Linked DNA regions of Sus scrofa: region 1 is linked to region 2. Evidence: chromatin contacts called from public HiChIP or PLAC-seq data. All regions are on one chromosome and are shown on one strand. The core of a region is the stretch at or near the end of the contact, and the rest is flanking DNA. Distances in the headings are between cores, read along the strand shown. Region 1 has its middle 44 kb from the start of PDLIM5. Region 2 overlaps PDLIM5 (PDZ and LIM domain protein 5).

The links. HiChIP or PLAC-seq counts read pairs in DNA pulled down with a chosen protein or histone mark.
Region 1: an H3K27ac HiChIP or PLAC-seq map of skeletal muscle shows a contact between it and region 2. The contact joins two enhancer-like sites. A contact is called at or near these places in 3 of 47 Hi-C or Micro-C datasets (embryonic fibroblasts, fibroblasts and skeletal muscle) and 2 of 2 datasets of contacts at active chromatin or transcription factors (alveolar macrophages and skeletal muscle).

Annotation. Positions count from the first base shown.
Region 1 is chr8:125,301,641-125,307,257 of Sscrofa11.1, reverse strand. No RefSeq gene overlaps it. Among named protein-coding and RNA genes, the nearest start is that of PDLIM5, 44 kb to the right of the region's middle. Within about 2 kb of position 4,062, at least 17 of the 83 cell types and tissues checked have an H3K27ac peak or open chromatin away from gene starts, as enhancers often do. A contact at or near this core is called in skeletal muscle, where this site is marked.
Region 2 is chr8:125,209,924-125,215,834 of Sscrofa11.1, reverse strand. All of the region lies in intron 2 of PDLIM5 (PDZ and LIM domain protein 5), which reads left to right. Among named protein-coding and RNA genes, the nearest start is that of PDLIM5, 47 kb to the left of the region's middle. Within about 2 kb of position 3,829, at least 9 of the 83 cell types and tissues checked have an H3K27ac peak or open chromatin away from gene starts, as enhancers often do. A contact at or near this core is called in skeletal muscle, where this site is marked.

The DNA of each region.
Region 1 (5,617 bases), core at 2,813-5,312, 91 kb before region 2:
AGTTCCCGTCGTGGCGCAGTGGTTAACGCATCCAACTAGGAACCATGAGGTTGCAGGTTCGATCCCTGGCCTTGCTCAGTGGGTTAAGGATCTGGCATTGCCGTGAGCTGTGGTGTAGGTTGCAGACACAGTTCAGATCCCACACTGCTGTGGCTCTGGCAGTAGACCAGCGGCTACAGCTCCAATTCGACCCCTAGCCTGGAAACCTCCATGTGACACGGGAGTGGCCCTAGAAAAGGCAAAAAGACAAAAAAAAAAGATACTAAAATGTCAGTAACTTTTTAATGAATTAACATTGTATTAGCCACAATAGTGTACATTTAAAAGGCAGCAGTACACATACATAAACTGTATTATTTAATCCGTCAACAGTTAAGGCTCTTGACCTAAGGAAATTCACAAACCCCTGGAGTAAACACGCAGTGTACCCCTTACCTACAGCATAAAGTGTAGCATCTGAAAGAGGAGACTCACCAAATGTATATTATCTCACTGAACCTCCACTTCTAAGATGGAAGCAGCATGTTTTCTGATTAGATTTTTTTATTTTATTTATTTTTAAAATATTTATTTATTTATTATTTTTGTCTTTTTAGGGCCACATCCACGGCATATGGAAGTTTCCAGGCTACGGGTCAAATTGGAGCTGCAGCTGCCAGCCTATGCCACAACCATAGCAACATGGGCTCCGGGCCATGTCTGCAACCTCCACCGAATCCTTGACCCACTGAGCAGGGCCAGGGATTGAACCCACGTCCTTGTGGAAAGTAGTTGGGTTTGTTACCTCTGAGCCATGCTGGGAACACCTGTTTAGATATTTTTAAACCTCACTAACTCTTGGAAATGGAAAATGTGTATCTTTCTATATACAATTAAGAAATCCCTAGCGTTCATCAATTAAGACCCCTAAGTGTGTATGTAGCTCCCCACATGTGTTCTCTTTGGGAAGATCTGTTAAGGCTAAAGTTTTTAAACTATCAATGGAAGTTTGATCTCTCAAAGAGGTCACTTCCAAATAGGGGTTTGTTTATATGACCTGAGCAACTCTCTTTGGTGTCCTACTGAGTACATAACCTGCATTCTGAGCTCAACTGTCCTGTGAGTTTTGACATCATAGATGAAATATCTCCTGGCGCTGCAGAGAGCCAAGGTTCCATAGTTCCTGTTAGCTGCCAGTGAAACGCCACTGCTTAAGTCTGGCAAAAATCAAACTGCATCTTTTACACAAGTAACTCATTGTATGTCCACTCTGCTTCTGCGTCTCATTGGAATCTGCCAGCTGAAGGTCATTTTAATTAAATCAATTATGAAATCACACATCCAGGCTTATTTAATTATTATCAAAGAAAGGAACCAAATATGTTAAAGATCATATTTGGTGCTTAACTGAAGAAAATGAACATACTCGAGAGAGAGCATTTAAGATCTACATCGATTAGGAAGCCAGCATATACTATGATATGGGTGAACTTAATTGAGTATGCTTTGCTATGCATCAAGGTTATTTTACTATGCAATAGAAGTGATTATCCTTATGCTTATCAAATGGCCTTATTCTTATCAAATATAGAAAAGGGGGTCTATGAATTAAAGGCAGAGAGAGAGAGAGAAGGAGAGAAGCTTGTTCACAACGTGTAGCAGTGTTTTTTGTCCTTTTAAAAAAAAATCCTCTTTAGAGACGTTAACTCCATAATCTTTCACATGTGGTAGTACTCAGACAATTCTGGCATGTCTATGCATGTGCGGGCTCTTTGCAATAGATAGGACATTCTGGAATTTGAGGCCCATAGTTGGGAAATGCTAATCTGGGTTAACCTTCATGTCTGAGGTCCAGTGAGATTCACCAATTTGTCCAAAATTACAAAGTGAACTAGAACCCACTAGAGCTAAAGTACAAGTCTTTTCAACCTTTGCCTTATACAGTTTCCACTGTCCCAGAGTTGTAGGGGGAAGTAGAGGCATGAAAGAAGACTCCTGTGCTAATTCAGAGAATTGTATTTTCAGAAGCAAATCTATCAGCCAAGTGCCAAGAGCACTACTGTAGTTTTTATGTCTGGAAACTCAGAAGGGTGCTCAGGAAACTTATTTATAAATAGAATGGTTACAAATGGTTTGATGTCAGTCTTAAGACATAAATAATGTTTAGCAGGTGTCAGACCAAGGCCTGGTTCTATTTGATATTTTCATCAGTGACCTAGATAAGACACTGGCAACCCAGAGAGCCAAAATCTCTCAAAAGAATTTTACATTTTAGGAAGCCTTCTAGTGTCTTTCCTGCCCACAAATTATCACTCCTTCCTTCTCCCATAATCAAGTTCCATTTCATTCCTATAGCTCAGCTGATCTCACTGAGGGTTTAGATTATTTAATTAATTACCACTAAGTTAGAGGTGACTAATGTGACAGCTCTTCCAAATGAATTAGGGATTTTTATTTTTTTAAGTTTTTATTATATTTTATTTTATTTTGCTATTTTTAGGGCCTCACCTGCAGCATACAGAGGTTCCCAGGCTAGGGGTCAAATCAGAGCTGCAGCTGCCAGCCTATGCCAGATCCACAGCAACTCGGGATCCGAGCCTTGTCTGTGACCTACACCACAGCTCACGGCAGCAACGGATCCTTAACCCACTGAGCAAGGTCATCGATCAAACCTGTGTCCTCATGGATGCTAGTCAGATTTGTTAACCACTGAGCCAGGATGGGAACTCCAGAGATTTTAAATTTTTAATGAATGTAGTCATGGGGAAGGATACTATGTAGCATCTCTGGAATATTTCTCCTTGCCAAAAATAGCCATAACTTCTATAAAGTCATTAATATTTTTGAAAATCCCAACACTTTTTCTAGCAAGTGATCAGTGACAACTGATTGGCACAGGCAAGGAAACTTATTTGCTATTTCTGACCTATATAATGGGAGTATTTTCCCGGTTAGACATAGAGAATTATATAATCTCTCAAAAGCATCCCCTCTCGTATAGCTCATTTTATAAAAGCATATCTCTTGTTTTGCTCTCTGCTTCTTGTTACTGATAAACTATTCTGAAGCTTAAAGAAAAGGAACATAGCAGCAGCTTTGGCTTGTATTAAAGAAAAAGTAGATCCTTCTTCAGGGTCATTGGGATTTAAAAATTATTTCTAGAAGTAACCAAACTCACCTGCAATGGTGTGAAATTATGCAAAGTTTTAGCCATATATAGTATATTCTTAGTGATTACACGAGTACCTTTTTTTTTTTTTTTTTGTAAAAATGGCATCAATTTAGGAGAAAAAATTCACAAACAAGGGTTTACAAATGAGGCTACTTAGAAGCAGCCACAAGTATCTGACAGGTCATGAAAGTAAACTGTCTCATACAGGCTTTGCTGTTAAAAATACTTCAGTGATGTATTTTTATAGGCAGGCGAGGGAAAATGTCCATAAATAGCTCTAGGAAGTTTAGCCAAGAACTTAAGTTGCCAGTAAAAATATTAAATTGACCATCATTAGAAATATTTCAAATGTAATCAATGCTCAAAAGGCAAACATAATAAGAAACTAAATTATTGGCAATAGTTACGTTTGTAGCTTTATATTTTCCCTTACAGTCTTCTAGTTTTTCCATTGTTTTTTCCCCATTTTCACATCCTGTGCTTCTCTTTATCCCGAATTCTATTTTCATTCATCACCAATTTAACGGTTTTCTTTCTTTTCCATTCCAAAATGTGGATGTCTTCTTTCGAGCTTCTCCCAGAAAATTTCCCATCTGCATTTCAAATCTCCAGGGACAGTCAATTTGTTTTTAAGGGAAAAAAACCACCCACGTGGGTGTGGTGGGTTGGGAGGAAGAATGTCACCTTTCTGACCCTGGCAATCCATATCAATAAGATGACCTTCATCCTGACCCCCTTGACTCTGGACGGTCAGCACTCGACCATGAACTCTGAGTGGGCAATGATGATGTCTCATCCTCACTCAGGTTGGTGGAGTTTCACAACTTTTTCCCTTGAGAACAGCCAGTGCTGAGCTGGCACGATGCAAGCAAGCCCAGATCTTTCGAGATCACGCTACTCAAGCCCATATAAGGAATAGAGTCCTGGGCCCCCGGCAGCCCCTCCTCATCCAGTAGCGACCAGGAGAGGGAGGAGGAGGCTTTCGGAACCTCCCTCTGCTAGGCTTCTCCCAGGTCAGTTGGAGCAAAAGCTAAAAAGAAACCTTTCAGCCATTCCTGACAGCTTTTCAGAAAGACAGTCTGATTCATAGTGACTTGTAACTTACCAAAAGTGATGTAGCTGAAAAGCCAATTAATCAGACAGCTATTTAACTGGCCATAAATTTAAACATTAGAAAGCGTCTTACATCAAAGTCTTAGGTGTTTCGGCCCCCTCCTGGGATGAATTTAGACGAGTCCCTTTCACCTTTCATCGAACAGGTTGGGGATTGAAACAAAGAACAGGGAGAAGAACAAGGCCAGAGCTCAGAATCATCTTCCTGCTCTTTTTGATTTTTAAAAGCTACCTCATTTGGATTTTCTTTAGACACAGTATTTTCCTGCGTCGAAAAGTATACATTCTTGTTCTCACTAACGTAATTTTTAATGTAGAAAATTTGCAAGCTCTCGCTTCCGTGCCAATAGTCTGTGCCTCCACCTTCACAGTTCGTCACTAGTTACTACTAGCTAGCAATTTTTATGTGTTCTTTATTTTTATTTTTTTAATTAAAAAAATTTTTTTTAATTTTGATGAAACCTAGTTTTTCTTTTATGGATCAAGCTGGCAATTTTTAGAGCGTACGTTAAACTGAATGTAAAAACATCCTTCTCAACATTCCTCCAACAAATGACCCATGTCGTGTCTTCTGATAACTCTGCCACTGAAAGCTACATCAGAGGTTAAGTGTTGAACAAAAGGCCCCTTTTCCTGTTTTCCTCACGGTTCTTGTAGTTTCACATTCTATCTGGGAATTTCAACTAAATAAGAAAGTTTGCAGTGATTTTCAAAACATGTGCCTTGAAACCTCGCAGCCTCATAAACATCTCTAGGGTTACGGGGAGGTATGCATGATCACAGCTGGATTTAATTTATTTTCCACTTTTTTTTTTTTCTTTCTGTAGCCTAACTTAACAAGATTGAGGTTCAGGGACATGGAAAATTAGCCTTAGGGTTTGGAAACTCTGCTCAGGGACATATACTCAGTTGAAGACTATTTCACGACTCACTGGCAGTGATTCGCTATCTTCGGGTGAGCTATGCTAGTCTTCAGAAGAGACGAAGGACCAGTGACTGGTTTGCTTTTGGCAAAGCCTTTTCACTTTATACAGATGACAAAAGCGAAGTCAGTGAGGCTCCTCAATATTGCTTCTGTGCTTTATGTCTGTCTTGGGCAAGTATAACAAAGGTTAATTTTAATTAATCCTTCGGAATTTTAATTCCCCCAAACACTATCCATAGACACTTCATGCACTACCAGTTGACTAGAAAATGGGACTGTCGGGTGTGAACACTGCTTTTTTCACATGTAAAACATGCCCGGTAAACAATACTGGGAACTGAGCCAAGAAATGTCATTTCTCTCACTCTATACTTCCAAAATAAGTCTCCATCCTCTGACTAATCCACCCACTCCACATCTTTCCTGTT
Region 2 (5,911 bases), core at 2,580-5,079:
GGCCCTGACAGAGTTTTAACTTGCTAGATCGCCTGAGAGGAGAAACCATATCCATTGTTCTGTCTGTTACTGGAGAATCCTTGGAGGACCGTGTTGCCCCTGTTGAGCTAAACCTAGATGTTCAGCCAGCAGTCCCCATGAGGAATGACCCAGCCTTCGGGGTCAGGACGAGGCCTTGAGAGACCAAATGTGTGTGCTTTAAAAAGCAGGCTCATTTGGATGGTACCTGCAGAGAGCTATTAGAGTTACATTATTATATACTCACTCAAATTCAGTGGCTAAATTTAAAACTGAGTACCTCATGCGTGATTTCAGAGGTCTTTTGCTCTTGGCTAGAAATGCAAATTAAATATATTTAACAGAGATGCTTTTGTGTTCTCATATTTTCATTGACTTTTTGTGTATTTTGCTATTGTAGTCCTGTATTCCCAGCTCAGGATCTTCACACATACTGATCTTTTTGAAAATCTTTCTGCCTGGGGAACCCCTAGATTTTTGAGTCAACCTGGTTGACCTCTAGACTGGTTGAGAGGCCCATATTATTTACTTTCATAACACCTCACATTAAAAAATAGGTAACTCTTTTCACTTCATGATGTGACTTTATGATGATAGCTGTCCAATATTTTACTCTCATTTAGCAGTCGGTTAAAACAATAGCTGTAAAAGCTGTGAATGCTATAAATGTAGGCAGAAAGGACTTTGCCCGTGGGTTTTTATTGCAGATTATTGCATGCACTCCTTTAGTGTTGGGCATTGTGGTCTACTTTAGCAGGTAAAAATTGATAGATGAGAGCTTGAATACTTTAAAGAAAATTTTGAAGTAAGATTGAGTAGACCAAATATTCACCAAAAGATATTTTGTGTTAATATGTGTGCCTAAAAAGTGAAGCTATCTCTGTAGAAGACATTTCTTATGGTCAGGAGGCATATAAACTATTACTATTTTTACCTACTATATTATTTTTATCAACTGCTATGACCACAGGTCTTTATTAAATTAATTACAGAAGAGGAAACATAAAATGGAGAGAAAAAGTAATTATTTATATCTTCTCTCCCCATTGTTGAGAGTAAAATTAAGCTTTCATTTATTTATTTATATGTTTATTGAATCTCTAATATATTTGTAGGGTTCAAATAAAAAACTATAACAGACATACCTAGTAAATAACCTCTGTGTAACTTCCCTCTGCTCTGCATTTTTTTCTAAATTGAAGTTTCGTGGCAACCTTGGGTCCAGCAAAATCTGTTGTTGCCGTTTTCCCCAGAGCATTTGCTCACTTTGTGTCTTTATGTCACAATATTTCAAACTTTATTATTATATTTGTTATGGTGATCTGTGATCCTCTTTGACGTCACTCTTCTAATTGTCTGGGGATATGACAAACCATATCCGTGTAGAACAGCGAACTTAACCCATAGATGTTGTTATGTGTTCCATCAGCTGCATCCACCAGCCCTGCACCCACTTCTCTCTCCCTGTCCTCAGGCCTCCCTATTCCCTGAGACACAGCACTATTACCTACAAAATCAGTAAGTAACAGGAACCTACTGTTTAGTGCAGTAATGTATGAAGGTGTCTATTTCCCCACATCCTGGCAACACACAGTTACAGCTTAGCTCTCTGATAGGTGGCAAATAATCTTAGTGTTGACCAACTTTTTGTATCATCTATATCCATATCTATATCTATATCTATATTTTTTGGTGGTGCCTGCAGTGTGTGGGAATTCCTGGGCCAGGGATCGAACCCGAGCCACAGCAGTGACTGAGCCAAAGCAGTGACAACACAGGATCTTTAACTGCTAAGGCCCCAGGGAGTTCCTCCTGTGTTTTAAGAACTGTATATATTTTCTATGAGGGTAGACTCTTAATATAAAAACTTTGTACATAGAGAATCTAAATGTGATATGATTTTTTTTTTTTTTTTTGGTCTTTTTGCCTTTTTTCAAGCCACTCCCATGGCATATGGAGGTTCCCAGGCTAGGGGTCTAATCGGAGCTGTAGCCACTGGTCTACACCAGAGCCACAGCAACACGGGGTCACAGTCACGTCTGCAACCCACACCACAGCTCACGGCAATGCCATACCCTTAACCCACTGAGCAAGGCCAGGGATGGAACCCGCAACCTCATGGTTCTTAGTCGGATTCGTCAACCACTGCGCCACAATGGGAACGCCACGATTTTTTTTTTCTGAATAAGTTATTCTGCCTATCAGCAAAAGCAGCTCCTTTCAAAGCATCTAAAACCATTTAAGGGTGTTTGAAAAGTTGCAAATTTTATTAACGTCTGTGAATTCTTTCATTAATTTTTAGCCGAAGAGACATGTGTGAACACAGTTAACATTTTAATAGATCTTCCAAACTAGGGAGTCGATACCCATAATATCCAGCCCCAGGAAATTTTACGTAAGTTATGCATACATTTTTCTTTTTACACTGGGGAAATGATGGCGGAAGAACACCGAAAAAGTATAAAAGATAAAAAGGCAGAAATGACATTCGGGCTACTCAAGCTTTCATGTGTCATGAAATAAGCTGTAGCAACTGAGATGATGTTTGTTTTGTTTTGTTTTTTAACTTGATTTACTTCCACTAATTTTTAAAATATGAAGTATAAAGAAGAAAAATTGTAAAATTGCCCATAATCACGTTGTCTAATCCCTTCTGGTAATTCCTGTTGACACTTAGAAAAAAATTGTTTTTCTGAATTTCTAAAAAATCTTTTTTAACTCTCTCAAATATCATGATGTTTAAAGGCACGGAAATTGGTCTTTGATATTAATACAGTTACATTTAAATTTTCAGATAATTTGGTTTTTTGTTGTGTTTTTATTAAACAGATTGGAGATTTTGAAAAACTGGCTGTTCACAGATGCTTTGAGGAGCCATGCTCTCTGCTCTGTGTTAGTTCATTGATCAGTCATGTTTTATTGATCAATTCTTATCCCTCCCTCACCAGCCTCCTCAAGGAGACGCTCCAGTCATCATTCATGGGGGCGTGGGGTGGGGTCCCTGGGAAGATCCTCCCTCCAAGATGAAAGTGGCAGGAGGAAATAGGGTAACAGCCCCCCTTGGAAGGCGGACACTGGGCAGGCCAACTTCCCTCCTCCTCAGATGAGCCTATGTGTTGGGTTTTGGAGTAAGGGTCACTCAGTAGGAGAACTGCAGGGATTTTAAAGTGAAGAAAGGAAATTTTTGGGAGAGGCGACGGTGAGGGGGGAGGTCCCTCGCCTTCTGGCCACTTCTCTCTCTTCCTTCACTTCCTCTTTTCTGTTTCTCTTCCTTTTCCCTCCTGCCTCCTTCTCCTTCTGCTTCCTCTCTCTTTCTTTTTGGTCTGTATGGTTAGAAATTTTGACTGAAGAATTTTTCTTAAACTTGTGTGATGTATGGATACCTGTGTTTGGATACCTGAGAGTTAGGGTAGCAATTTAGAGCTAGCCTGGTCTGTCTAGGTAGGAGCGACAGCCCGATGGGATTTAGGAATTCAGCTGAGCGAGAGTAAAACATGTGCCTTTGGCTGGAGCGTGCAGCATGTTATCTCAGGAGGGAGAATGAGTGGCAGATGATGTGCCAGGTGGAAGGGCAGCCCAGCCAGGATCACAAGCTGGACTTTGCAATCACAAGGCCTGAGTTCCAGCCCCAGCACCGTGACCTCCTAGCTCTGTGACCTTAAAGTGATAACATAAATTCTCTCTTCATTTCCTCACTTATAGACTAAGAATGCTAGTACTTTACAGCCTCTTTGTGAGGTTAAATGAATGACTACCTGTAAAACATCTAACTCTCCAATGTCGCTTCCCCTTCCCTCCTTCTCTTCTTTATTATTAGCATCAAACCTGTTCCAGGCAGCATGTTGAAATAGATCTCTGTGTGGGTGTAGTGCCAATGTAGGTATGCCAAATATTTTGTAGGATGGGCACATAGTCAAGTTCCTTCCTTCCTACTTTGCAATTTTGTTGATTTTTTAAAATCAACAACAGACATTTGTGATACTCTCTTTTTGTTTTCAAGACTGGAGATATTAGATGTTGGATATTTCTTTTTTTCTTTCTTTCTTTTTTTTTTTTTTTTTTTTTTGCTTTTTAGGCCCGTACCTGTGGCATATGGAGGTTCCCAGGCTAGGGGTTGAATTGGAGCTACAGCTTCTGACCTACGCCACAGCCACAGCAACACAGTGAGCAAGGCCAGGGATGGAACTGGCAACCTCATGGTTCCTCGTCGGATTCGTTTCCTCTGTGCCATGACGGGAACTCCTAGATGTTGGATATTCTAAAATTATTTTTCCTACCCCTGTGAAACTAGGAGTCATAAACAGGCATCGAAAGATAAATTGTTAGAGTGGCAAGACACCTTATATCATCCAAACTACCTCCCTTTCCCTGCCAGTTATTTTCTTAAACAAGTGAACAAACCAGGGCAGATAAAGTCAGTGATAGGTGTATTTAGGTTTTTTGTATTTTTGAGGTTTTTTTGGCCATGCCTGTGGCATGTGGAAGTTCTCAGGCCAGAGTTGAACCCATGCCGCAGCAGCAGCCCAAGGCACTGCAGTGACAATGCTAGATCCTTAACCCACTGAGCCACCAGGGAACTCATTGGTGTACTTAGTTTTGAAAACAACTTTTTCGGATGTTAATTCAGTATTTAAATTATTACTACAAGAGCATTCCTTAACCTCTCTTTAGCCAGTAGAATTTTTAATTGAACAAGATGGGTATTTTTCACTGACCTCTCCCAAAATAATATATTATAATAACCTTTCATCATGTAGAAGGAAGATTTTTTTTTGGTCTTTTTAGGGCTGCCCTGCAGCATATGGAGGTTCCCAGGCTAGGGGCTGAATCAGAGCTGTAGCTGCTAGCCTACACCACAGCCACAGCCACGCCAGATCTGAGCTGCATCTGAGACCTACGCCATAGCTCATGGCAACGCCAGTTCCCTGACCCACTGAGCAAGGTCAGGATCAAACCTGTGTCCTCATGGATACTAGTTGCATTTGCTTTGGCTGCACCACAGTGGGAACCTGAAGAAAGATATTTTTGATGGTGCAACTTCGCATTGGGACCAAAATAGCAGTAATATTGTACTGGTCATACATGAATTTATTTCAGAGATCTGCTAAGTTTCTCCTCCTAGATGTTTGTGTCTGTCACTTGGTTACCAGAAAGAATTCTTTTCTTACCAATTAAACCACCCAATCTCTGATGATAGTCCTGTTTTAAAAGGCCCAAGCGTCTGATGACCTGTGCTAGCTTCGATATCCGAGACTCACTTTTCAATCTATCGGATCCTCAGGAAAGGTCATTCGAACCCCTGTCTCTGGACCACTTTGGAGTTCTACCCCTTTTAGGTTCTCACCCTGATCTGCTTGTTTCTCTGAGCTCCTTTATTGCCATTTGGAGTGATTACTGTTACATCTTTATGGAACAATATAACTCTCCTGTGTAGAGGTAATTCGTAATACCCTGAATAATCAATTTTTTCTGGCCTGGAGACCTACTCTCTTCTTTCTTCCATTTACCAGTGTCATCACAGTTTCACAGAAAGTTATTTTGCAATAATTTTGAAGCTATGCTTATTATTTATTTTAATAATGTACCTTTAGTTTCTCTGAACTCTAGCTAGAACGAAACTCATATTTCATTTTCTAGCATTTGTTACAGTAGAACAAAAAATGTTTGCAATCTAACTGAAGTAACGGATGTCTAATGAAAATCAGAGCTTCACGGCCGTATTACTGTCATGGAGGAAGACCATTTACCATGTGTGACTAAAACTGAGTCCTGGTCTCTTGCATTCTGGCTGTTTCCTCACCGATGAGTTATCGTGCACTCACGCTGTCTCTCCTTTTCAGAGTCATGTGTCTCCTGTACAGTACCCGTAGCATGTGGCTGTCTGCCTTCTGCT